Linked DNA regions of Macaca mulatta: region 1 is linked to region 2. A link is a contact called in public Hi-C data. All regions are on one chromosome and are shown on one strand. The core of a region is the stretch at or near the end of the contact, and the rest is flanking DNA. Distances in the headings are between cores, read along the strand shown. Region 1 has its middle 230 kb from the start of PHYHIPL. Region 2 holds the start of PHYHIPL (phytanoyl-CoA 2-hydroxylase interacting protein like).

Evidence for each region. A called contact is a pair of places that touch in the nucleus more often than the background predicts.
Region 1: a Hi-C map of liver shows a contact between it and region 2, with 16 times the contacts expected there. The contact joins the enhancer-like site here to the promoter of PHYHIPL in region 2. A contact is called at or near these places in 4 of 14 Hi-C or Micro-C datasets (fetal cortex germinal zone, fetal cortical plate, fibroblasts and 1 more).

The regions. Positions count from the first base shown.
Region 1 is chr9:90,866,075-90,871,885 of T2T-MMU8v2.0, reverse strand. No RefSeq gene overlaps it. Among named protein-coding and RNA genes, the nearest start is that of PHYHIPL, 230 kb to the right of the region's middle. Within about 2 kb of position 3,420, at least 6 of the 40 cell types and tissues checked have an H3K27ac peak or open chromatin away from gene starts, as enhancers often do.
Region 2 is chr9:90,638,425-90,644,809 of T2T-MMU8v2.0, reverse strand. It overlaps PHYHIPL (phytanoyl-CoA 2-hydroxylase interacting protein like), which reads left to right and starts at 2,914. Exons shown (of 5, transcript XM_015147585.3): 1 at 2,914-3,262. The coding sequence starts at 3,157.

The sequences.
Region 1 (5,811 bases), core at 2,171-4,670, 230 kb before region 2:
ATGCTGACATGAACACATCATGGCAACACTCTGCCTTGCTGCATTTTCTGCAGTGATGCTCAGCAACTTTGGTCAATAGTTGGGTTCACTGAGAGAGGCCAAGTAAATGTGACAAAAGGATAGTGGGCAGAGGAATTGAAAAAATTAATAAAAAAAATGGTTGAAGTAACAGGATATTGAATATAAATAGGATAGGGAAGGATGTGAAGGAAGGAGGACATTGATATTCTGAGTCAGTGAGATAAGTGAGAAATTGTAAAGGTAGTCAAATGAATTCAAAGAACTGGTTTAATTGAAATAACTCAATGAGCCATCTAAAATGATAAGAATTTGGAAGTGTCTGAGTGATTGATTTTGAAGGTAGGACAATGGTTCTGGGTGCTATCAAGGCCCAAAGAAGGGCAATGAAAACACATGACCAAAATTTGGAGTAGAGGAGAAGAGCACTGGAGATGAAGAGTTCAAGGAAGTGAGCAGCCAGGATGTTGGGTATTACCATGGATAATAAAGTCACATAGGATATTGATATTAGGATCGGGGTAGAAGCCTCAGATTTTGTAGACAACAGTGACAAAGAGGAATTGAGGATGGTAGAGCCAAAAGCATGAGTCCCAATGGAGTAGGGGTTTTTGCAAGAGAATGCAGGAGCAACAGTCTGGAGCAATAGTTTGGAGATGGCAATGGAATAAGGAGAACACTGCCTCCATATTCTACAGTATGTGATTGAGCAAACGCTCCTTGAAAAAGCTGGACAGAAAGTTATGTCTACAGGTGAGCCAACATCCTACAAAATGGGGATGGTACCTATACTTTTGGGTTATCGGGGTTAAATGAGAGGATGTATGTTGAAATGTCTTATATATATATAATGGCAGTTTTATATATTTAAAAACAATACAATCAACAATGCACAAGACATTATGCTAAGTGTATTTTGTGTATTATCTCATTTAATCCTAATGGTCTGATGGGGCAGGTACTATTATTATCTGCATTTATAAATGAAGAAGCTGGATTTTGGAAGGGTTAAATAACTTGAACAGGCCATTCATCTCAGAAGTGGCGAATGTGAACTCAAGCAGTCTGGGGCCAGAGCCCGCACTTAAACACTATTATGTGCTTACTATGTTTTTTGTTTTTTTTTTAGTTTGTTTCGTTTGAAACAACTGTATCAGATTGCCCATATGAACAAACTCAAGATACGAATTTATTTTGAAATAATTTAAACTAAACCTAAATTAAGTCAGGCTCTGTGCAAGACAAAATTTTGGGGTAAATGTGAAAATTCTCAAAACTGTAGTGTTTATGCTATTTTCAGCATGAAAATTCCATGACCATCATACCCTACTTGTAGGGCCAGGCAAGGGGATAAAGGCCAGTCAACAACTTTATTGAGCTGTGTCTCACGTCAAATCTACTAGGCTATTTTGAACTGTTTGATCTTGATAGATGACTAAGAAATAACGGGATGAGTCAGGGAAGAGATGCAAATGAATTCAGAGTAAGTGCAGCAGCTAATAGTAGAAGTAGGTGGAAATAAAAGGAAATATATTGGCAGATGTGGAATGATGAGGGGTGTAGTGAGGGGAAACCGTGGGCTCCAGTCACCTGCATCTCCTTGATGGGTTTTGCAATGGGAGAATTGTCACTTGCACTGAGCAGTGTCTCTAAGCCATCAGGGGACAGCCAGAGCACAAATTAGGTCCAGAATTTCCAAGAATTCTGAGTTCTTTCCTAGGAGAGAAAAGGGAGCAGTAGTAATGTCCAAATCACAAGAACCTTCATCTGGCCTTGGGTGCTTCATTTGGATCTCCCAGTCCTCATTTAAACCACACACTAAAATTCTGAGTAAACATGAACATTCTCATTTTTTCTGTCACTGAGGGGCAAAGGTCTCTATTACCTTGATGCAGTCCTCTGTAATTCTGATGTCCAGATGGTGCCATTGTCCATGGGGACTGTGTTGAGATGGAAAGGGTACACAGGGATTCAGGTGTAAACCACTGACATTCCAGATCATGTCTGTGAGCAATGGTCTCGGTCTCCTAGAGGTTGAGACTTGAAGGGAGACGATCGTGAGAAGGATTTAATTGAATAAATATTAATATTTATATTAGCTAGTTCTTATTTTTGTCCAAGAGGAAACATGTTTTTATTATAACCGTGAAGGTACTAAAATAGTACCCCAGTTGATCCGAAACCCCTTGGGACCTGACGGTATTTTTCCTTTGTCAGATCGCTGGGCAACAATGGTCCCAGAGATATGAAGTAAAGGTGTTACTTTTCCAAATTATGGAACCAAATGACCAGCCTGGACCTGTTCATTAGCTGGCGGTACTGTTTTGAGTAAAGAAAAAATTTAAAAACACATTCAGAGCCAAAGAGTTCCAGAGAAATTTTTTTGAAGTAGCCAGTGAGAACTTCCAGGCAGCCACATCTTCTTTCTTTCCTTTGTTTTAGAAGTTCAGTCCCTAAAGTGCTCTGTTCTGAGAATTGTTAGGAAAGATGAAATTCTTCTGGCAGGTGCTGGGATGTTTGGTTTGTTTTGACTCTGCATTGATCTCAGGAATGTTAACAGGAGTGTTTCCATGCAAACCACACAATAACAAGATGACTATGGTTAAATCTAGTCCCTAGGGGTAGCTAAAAAAAATTTCTTTTAAGGTACCTATTGGAAAACCTAGTGCTTCTGCAGCCGATTCTGCCAGATTAACAGAGGAGGCCTTTCTGGAAGGCTCTACAATGATCCTGTCAATTCTTATTAGGATGGCAGTTCCTACCTCTTTCCATTATGGTTTGTCAGTTTTTCCATTAAAGATCATGGCTTTTCGGAACACAAACGTCTGGTGTGTTTCGAATCCCTCAGGATCTTGCTGATGGCATACAATTTAACGGCAGGCAGTGCACGTCTTGCGCCACATCTTTGCCTAACTTTCTGGTGCGAAATTCCAAGATTTGTAAAACTAGTCTTTCCCACACAACCCTGTACAGCTGTTTTCAGATCCAGGAAATCCTTGGACAGAAAGCAGATACGCTTTCTGGGATGTGATGAGCTTTATACAAGGGGGTAAAAGATTCCTGGCGTGTAAACTTGAACAAGTCTCAATTGTTCCATTTCCTTTTGGAAAAAGTCAAGGTCAACACTGTTGACCAGATGTACTGCAGTTAGCATCCAGAATTACAATTAAGAATAAGAACCAAGAGGCTGATTTTGTCAGGAGGCCTAGGTTAGAGTCCAGACCTTCCATTGATTAGCTGTATGGCCCAGGGTGGTCGTTTATGCCCTGTGGGAAATGGTTTCCCCTTGGGTAAAATGAAATGGTTGGGCTTGTTGGAATCTATGCCCCTCCTAGCTTCTGGAACCCAGAAGATTCCAGAGAAAATGAAAATGCTTGTCAGAGGTTTCACAGTACTACCCCATAGCACCAGTAGATGGCAGACTAGCATTATAGTCTGAAATTGATACCACACTATGATACTGGTCACATTGTCAAGGTAGGTACAATTTAATGATCATTAAAAAAAAAACTAAAGAAAAAAAAAGTGTTGTTCCAACCAGTAGGCTCATGTACTCCTAGGCAAAGTTCTCTGTTTCTATTAAATTTGATGAGAAACTCCGTACTTGCCCAATTACCATCTTTTAAACTGTGCTTGGAAAGGCAATATATCCATTGGGGCAAACCATGCATTTCTTCTCTCACTAACTCTGATTAATTCATTCAACAACTATTTGTCTGATGTTCAGTGTGTTCCAGGTCTGGACTCAGTGCTGGGGATACAGAGATAAACAAAAGAGACAGTCCCTGCACTCAGGATTCTCATCCCCCAGAGGAATGAGACAGCCACTGAACAAGTAGTTGTCACTGTGATGCAAGTCTACTGAGAAGTACATACTAGACAGTGTAACATGGGTGCTGGAGGAGGAGTGACAGGAATAACTTCCTCATGAAGTACTGGATGTATGAGAATGAGTGAGGGCTGGCTTAGCAGACAGGAAATTAGTTGGGGAGAGAAGTGGTTCAGGCAGAAGAAACAGCAGTTGTGAAGCTGCATAGGGAGAGAGAGGGGAAAGAGCAGTGCAGGAGATAAAAGAAGCTGGAATGACTACGGCATTGGACCAGGCAGGGAGTGATAGGAGATGAGGAAACCAGATCTCATGGGGGCTATCGACCATGCAAAGGAGAACGCTGATTTCATAGAATTCTTGATTTCTCCATGATGTTGTTGATAAGGCTGATTTTTATCAGATTAGTTAGCAGGCATCTTGGTGAGTAAAGAGGCCTGTTATACTGGCCAACATGGTGAAACCCCATCTCTACTAAAAATACAAAAATTAGCTGGGCGTGATGGTGTGTGACTGTAGTCCCAGATACTCGGGAGGCTGAGGCAGGAGAATCCCTTGAGCTCGGGAGGCAGAGGTTGCAGTGAACTGAGATCTCGCCATTGCACTCCAGCCTGGTGACAGAGGAAAAAAAAAAAAAAAAAAAAAAAAAAGAAGAAGCCTGGCACGACAGTAAAAGAGAGAATAGGCTCATTTTTGACTGGGAAGTTGCAGGAGAAAAAAGGTGTGATAGCTTTCCTCACTCATCATAAGGGTCACGGTCGACACTCCTATAACAAGACAGATTAACAAGAGAAAATAATAATAAATATATTTCATCAAAGTTTTACATTATAGGAGGCTTCAGAAATGAAGACCCAAAGACCCAGAGAAAACTGTTTTTATGCTTAGGTTTATTGAAGAATAGACAGCCATGTAGAAATGTGATTGAACAAAAGGGTATGATCTAATGGTAACAGACTCAGGTGGAGAACCCAGCAAGGCCTGTCGCTTCAGATTCTTCTTGGCCTCTCTGTGCAGCATTCCTTCTTCCCAGGTATGGGGCAGGACCCCTCTGGAATGAGGGTCTTCAAGGTGTTTCAGTAGGTAACTAGTCAGGCATAAGCAGGGCAGGAGAGGGTTCACCCCTCCCCACATACACACATGAGGAATGGAATGTCAGGTGACCATCAGGTGATGGTCAGACAATTGTTAACTCTCTCTATAAAATAATAATTTGTCACAACTGGCACCAGGGAGGGGTAGTTTCCCAACAGATGGAAAAAAATCTGAAACTGGTGAGTGGCAGCTTCTCAATAAGATTTCAGGAGTTTGGTGAGTGGGCTCAAACATGCACATTAAGAGGCAAAATGGCAGAGTTTAACTGGTATATGACCTTCCTCTAGGAATGCTAGACTGGTAAGGGAAGAATACCTCAAGGGAACATGCCTACAACTCCAGTAAACACACTGTGCATGTTCCCCTTGCAGGTGCTAGCAGGCTGCTGCACACGTTGGCAGCCTGCTCTGAAGGAAGAATCAGGGGAGAAGTAATGCAAGACACCAGAAGTATGCCAATGTACAAAACCCCAAGTCAAAAGGTCAAACTGCACAAACTCAAGTCACCTGCCTGGCCCTCTTCCAAGTGTACTTTACTTCCTTTAATTTCTGATCTAAACCTTTTTAATTAATGTTCACTCCTGCTCTAAAACTTGCCTTGGTCTTGTCTTCTGCCTTATGCCCCTTGGTTGAATTCTTTCTTCTGAGGAGACAAGAATTGAGATTGCTGGAGACCCGTATGGATATGGATTTGCCACCAGTAAAAAAGGGAGAAGGGAAAGAATAACTTTTCTAGGTTTTATGGTTTGCTTTGGGAAGAGAAAGATTCTAGTTCCTATAACTCGCCTTAGGGAAGAGGGATTCTGGTTTCTACGTCTTTCTTTTGGGGAGCAAGAGGGATAGGAGAAAGGAAGTCAGGAGGAGGTCAGAGAG
Region 2 (6,385 bases), core at 1,665-4,164:
GGCCCTCTCTGGAATGAGGATCTTATGACCTTCAGTTAAACAAGGTAGGTAAGATAATTTCTTTATGGCCAGTTTTTACACAGAAAAGCAGAAGAAAAGTTAGAGGAATATTTTTAGATTTTATTGCTGGCTTTGGGGAAAAGGAGTTGTGGTTTCTATAACCAACCTTGGGGAACAGGGATTCTAGTTTCTTATAGCTAGCCTCAGGGGAAAATGAGACTCCGAGGCTGGAGGTCAGAAGATGAGAGGAAAAACTTTTACTACAGAGGCTTTTTTTTTTTTTTTTTTTTTTTTTTGTGGAGGAGGAGGGTATTGTTTTCTGAGTCTCAACAGTATATAGAAACTTACAGCACTCTGGAAAGTCAACGCCTACCCTGTCTCTGCCCTGTTCAAGGTTACTGGAATATGGTCCCTATTCAGCCTGATATCTTCCCAGATATCTAATAATTGGGAAAGTAATTTCTCTGTCCTTGAGTTTTCCCACACCAACCTGGATATTTCTAAAGTCACCCTATATCTTCAGGGTGGGAATAGTAAAAATGTTTCTGGTTGCCTTTCTTGATATCTTCTACCCCTTTCCCATAATTCTCCAACCCAAAGAGAATAGGATTTTCTTCTACTTTACCTACTTCATAGCCACCACCTTCCTTATATCAATCTCTGGCTAAATCCTTCATAGTGGACTAAGATACCTTGTCTTCACTATGGGAGAAATCCTATCATTTCGTCCACCAGGCCTAGCCTTGGTATGTTGAACCATAAACAAATTTACATTTTATGTCTTGACAATGACTTGATTTTAAGCTTAAAAACTCGATTTAAAAAATCCTATATTGAATATCAAAAGTTAAATAGTAAATATTTCTTTTGTATTTTTTATACAAGAATCCAAATCCTCAGCAGACAGGTGCTTTGGACTGACTAGGTTGTATACCCAGAAAGTGACATTAATACACTTCTTGAAACATTACCCTTTCTTATTACACAAATATTCTAGCCAACAAATCTGATCATGCTAATTTCCTATTTAAAACCTTTTAATAATTTCTCATTCCCTTAAGATAAAATCATTTTGGAGATCTTCCTGCCCATCTAGTCTAGGTTATAAACCTCGTGTGTGCTTCTACAAGCTCCCATACTTCCTCTTTCTTAACACCCATCCTACTTTTACTTTTTCAATATATATCTTTCTTTATAAATTTGAAACCCAAATTTCCAACACATAGCACAGTGTCCTGGACATAGGTACTTAATAAATATTTACATGAGTTTTTATTAAATGCATGTCGTATTTCTTACTTGTAAATCAGTAAATTGTTATTCTAATTTACACAGTTCCTTTTTTGAGATTTATAAATTTAAGACTACTCTAAAAAATGAACCCACTCTTGGGCTTACAATACCAATTTCTAGTCCTACAGAGCCAGGCTTTCGAACACAGAAAATTCACCAGTAAGTACTCTCGTCATATCCTTTGACAGGTAATAATTTACCCTCTCCTTGGGGACACCCCTACCTTAAAACAAGAATTCTTTCAAACTTTGAAAACATCCATCTTCATTAATAAGTTCACAATGAAGACTTTTCACTGTAAGATGCCTAATTATCTTTCACAGGTATTTATGAAATTTCAATTGTGCCAAGATTTTTCACAGGTTTACTTTAAGCTGGTCCTTCCATTATTGAAGCTTCAATTAACTAGACTTCATCATGTTATGGCTGAAAGGATGTGACTAAAAAGAGTAGTATACAGACATCTATGTGTAAACTGTTACTTGTTGGTTAACATTTATGTGTGAAATGGAAAATCAATAAAAGGGAACTTACATTACTTTACAAGCACATTAAGAAAAGAGGGGACACTATTTTTGATCCCGAGATAGCAACCAAACTAAAAACTATTCCAAAGAAGCAAATGGGAACAGAGGTCAATAGGCTGTGATCTCTATTTTATTTTTAAAACGTTTGCACATCCACTAAGTACGCTGCAGAATCTTAAATGCAATTAAAAGCAACGGGCATACAAATTTAGGGTAGCTTGAGGAAGCACAAGTCAATCTTCATTAGCTGTTGTAGCAAATATCCCTTCCAAATCCATGGGAGCAGGTGCTGTTTATCCTCCCTTTATTGACGCCCAGAACAATGGCATAGGGTGAGCATTGAATACTTATTTGCTACATGCATGAATGAATGAAGCTACACGGCGAAGGCAGGCTGCGTGGCTGTTGGTCCCGTGGCTGTTGGCCCCGCCGCCTTTTCAGCAGGCTTGCGGCATCTCCTCATTCCGTCACCTTTCTGGCAATAAGGAGTTCCACGTTTGCCCCGCCTCAGGGTCGGGGACCAGCAAAATGCTGTCTCTAAACCCCCCCACGCCTCAGGTAATCCGCTCATTTCTCACACAGACGCAGCTGTTTTCGAGGAATGTCCGGCCGAGCCCGCAGGGTTCGGGCAGCGAGTATCCTGGGACCTTCAGGGGAGGAGGTGGCTCCCACACCCCAATACCGTACAGAGAGTCCGAAGAGTCCGGGCCCTTATTTTTCCAATTCTTCATAAACAACCAATATGCTCGCCCTCGCCTCCCCGTGCGGACGCCTCAGGGCCAACTCGGGCTTCGCCACGCACCAAGAGCAGACAGAAGACGCCAAATGGCTATAACTAGGAGAGAGGGAAAGGCAGCCGGGCGGCGTACAGCGCCCACCATTCCTGCGCGCTTGGTCGCCCGACGCCTCACGAGCGAGGTTGCCTTGCTGGTGGCTCGAGGGCAGGTGGGGGCGCGTGCGCGCAGAAGGGCGGGGGAGGGGCCGTCGCGCGCCAGCAGGTGGGCGCGTTCTCCCTCGCGCGTGCGCGCGTCGTGCCCTCTCCCTCACGTTCCCCGCGCGCTGCGTCCCCTCCCCGCCGGGAGCGCGCGCCTCCAGTCCTCGCGCCAGGTCCTGCTCGGTCTCTCAGAGCCGCACACTCCCCGGATCTTCTGCCACAGCCGTCGCCTTCGCGGCGGCTCTCCAGCCCGGCGCCTCAGCCTCGGCGCCGCATCACCGCGTCCCAGACCTCCTTCCCTCCCTCTGCCACTCCCCCTCCCTTTCCCGCCCTTCTTGCCCACCCGGCCGGCAGAGAGAGCCTGGATACGAAGCAGGCGGGCTTCAGAAGGGGGTTGGAAAAATGGAGGTTCCGCGCCTGGATCATGCCCTCAACAGCCCCACCAGCCCCTGTGAGGAGGTGATCAAAAACCTCAGCCTGGAGGCCATTCAGCTGTGCGACCGGGACGGTAAGAGCGGCCGGGACCGCGAGCAAAGGGACCGAGTCCGCGCCGAGGCGCCGGGGCCACTCTGGCTCCGCCGACGCCGCTCTCCAGGGCGGCAGGGTCTTTTGTTGTCCCTTCTGTGCAAATAAATGCAGATATGGGCTACCCTCCGCCCACAGCCCTCCCCTCACCCCAGAAACAAAAGGACCCCGGGGCTCGCGCCTTGGCGCGGAAAGTCGCCGTCCACAACCGTGGCGCCCTTCGCCGCTTCGCCCGCCTGGCCCGGACGAGGGCGACGTTCCCGCTCGCGGCTCCTGCCCCGACGAGGCGTTTCCGATCTTTGCCGCAGTCCGAATTTCCTGGGTCGCCGGGCACTGAAGGGGAAATGCCCTCGGGATGATTCTAGCAACCCCCTTCCCCCAGCACACACACACTAGTTAGCATTCTCTTCCAGAAACTTATTTTCTTTTTTAAACCTCCCATCGTCAGACTCCTCACATTAACAAGTCTTTTTAGACTCTTGGATTGGGATTAGGATGACAGTTTTTCAGTGAGGGCGCAGAAAAACGGTGCATTTCAGCACCAAGGACAGACACAATCTTCGTGGTTCTTGGGCTCTGAGTCAGACTGTCGAAAATATTGGCCTAATATATGTGCTGTGATTCAGACTATGTGGCGAGTACGTACCATTGCGTGTTGATATTATATCGTTTATTCTGTTGTTGAAGTTGACAGGCTCCTGTAGAAGGAAATTGATTGAATACAGGTCTGAGCGTTGAAGACATAAGCTAGTGCTGTGTGCAGTGGGGTTAGTTACAGCGCTTCTGGGTTAGTTGGACTAGTTAGAGTCTGCTGTTTCAGTAATGTGGAACAAAACTTCATTTGTAAAGAAATCGTCTGATTAGTAATTGATTGGCCGAATGACTGTAAAATTCTACATCTGACAAAGGAAACACAGTGCACATGTTGTCAAGAGGGCCCCGAATACTTTTGACTATAAATGAAATTAATGTTTAACTGTATATGAAGGTAATGATTGTAAAACATTTCTTTAACCAAAGTTATGTACAGATGCTAATACGTTCACAGTAAGGTCATAAAATTTATCAGCGTAATCCAAATAGGGAGCAGAGGTCTTGTTTCCAAAGTCATTTAAATGGTAATCACTTGGTTGGTCATTGCTATTCAGCACGTTTATATCAAGCGAGCACCGAGCACCGAATTTGTTTATTAATAAATTTTATATTTATTAATATAAGTTTATATTTAATAATTTTGAAACCAGAATTCAAACTTTTTGAAACCAAAACCACTTTAATTTCTGAAACAGGTGTAGTATATGAATAAATAAATACACTTGCAAAGGCAGCTTGTATTTCCTTTATTCTTAGACTGTTTTGGTCACCGTGGTAGTAAGTGCACGTATTTATGGTATCTAAAAAAATTTATCATTTTGGTATTCCATATGTAAGCTTGCATGATTATAGACTATAAAGATTATTTTTAATAACACATAGAAAGTGATTTGGATTTTAGTTTATACTTTTATTAAATGACTTTTGGTAATTAACCATTGCAAGTTGTAAATATTTTTATTTTCTTAGATTGGTTTGAGAGAAACACAAGAATAATAAAAGTAGACTTCATTTTTATTTATTGCAATGATATAGCAAAAGCTCATTCTTGTACTCATTGGAACTAGGCATTCATTGTTGCTTTTCAGAACCCAGTAATTTCAATACTTAAAACTGCATTTACCACGTGTTTCAAAGATATTAGGGAAAATTTAAACTTTTTTATGAAGTTCACAGAGTTAACAGAGTGCAAAAATTAATGCTGTGTTTATTGTGATCCCCTAGAGGAGTAGCTATTTTATTCTGATATTATTTTTTAGTTGTTTCTTTTCAAATTAGGAATCTCGCAAAATGAACAAATTATGTAACATTTAATTTTGGGGAGGGTGCTGGCACTAAGCAACATCTATGAAAATTACTATTTGCAGACTTCCAAGTAATTTAACGTAGACTAATTAACTAGGGTTTTATTTTATAAAATAGAATATACCAACAAATACAAAGAGCTAACTCTTCTACTAGAAGATGTATAAAATTTGGAAATACTTTGTTTAGAGATGTTGTTAAATGCTTAACTTATTTTGTTATCCTATCTTACATGTCAATTCCAAAAATACTAACTTGGCTTCATATGAATAATTTAGGGGGAATAATGTTGTTTGTTTTTAATAGAACAATGTACGAAATGTTGCATTAAATTTGTCAAACAGACATTATTTAGCATCATTCTACATTGAGAAATTTTCAGCTGATGCTTTCTACTCCCTTTGCTTCCCTCCTTTCACTTTCTTTCCTCTCAAGTCTCATTATTTTACTTCTATATATATGTAACATAGAAAAGGATGTGGCAGAATATGGGACAGAAGAGCTATTTATGTGTTTAAGTACCTAATAAGAGCCATATTTCATAATTTATGATAGAATACATTTGTTTTGTTTGCTCTTTTCTCACTTTATTTGAATCTACTGTTAATTTGGTGATGAAAGAAAATGCGAGAAACATTAATTCCCTGGAAGTGGAATAAAATAGAATAGGGGAAAGCATAGTATGATTGTTAAATGTAAATTTTCTTTTACCTTCTCCAATCAGAGATGTTTTTAATTTTATAATATTTTCATACTGTATCAACCAAGAGTTATGCCTGCTGGTGAACATAACTGTGTATCTCTCTCATGTTTCGTTGGGGTTTTTTTTTTGTTTTTGTCTGTTACTTGCCTATTTTCCTATGAATTGATGATTACATTATCAATAATAACTCAATTTTTTTCATAGTTTCTAAAAATATTTAATAGTTTCTGAAGAATATGGGTTAGAGTCCACATGGTCATATAATTGGCTTTTCAGTTAAGCAAGACAGTTACACACACACACACACACACACACACACACACATACACACACACACTACCTCATGGATAGTCTTTCCTAGGCATGTGTACTTTGTTTGCCAGCACCTGGTCCTTGCCTGAGTGTTACTCTGAAAATATACTGTAAATCTAGAGGTTTCTATTCCTATTGCAAGTAGAAGAGTATTTTTGTTTCTCCATCTCTGCTGTGCTGAAGTATACTCAA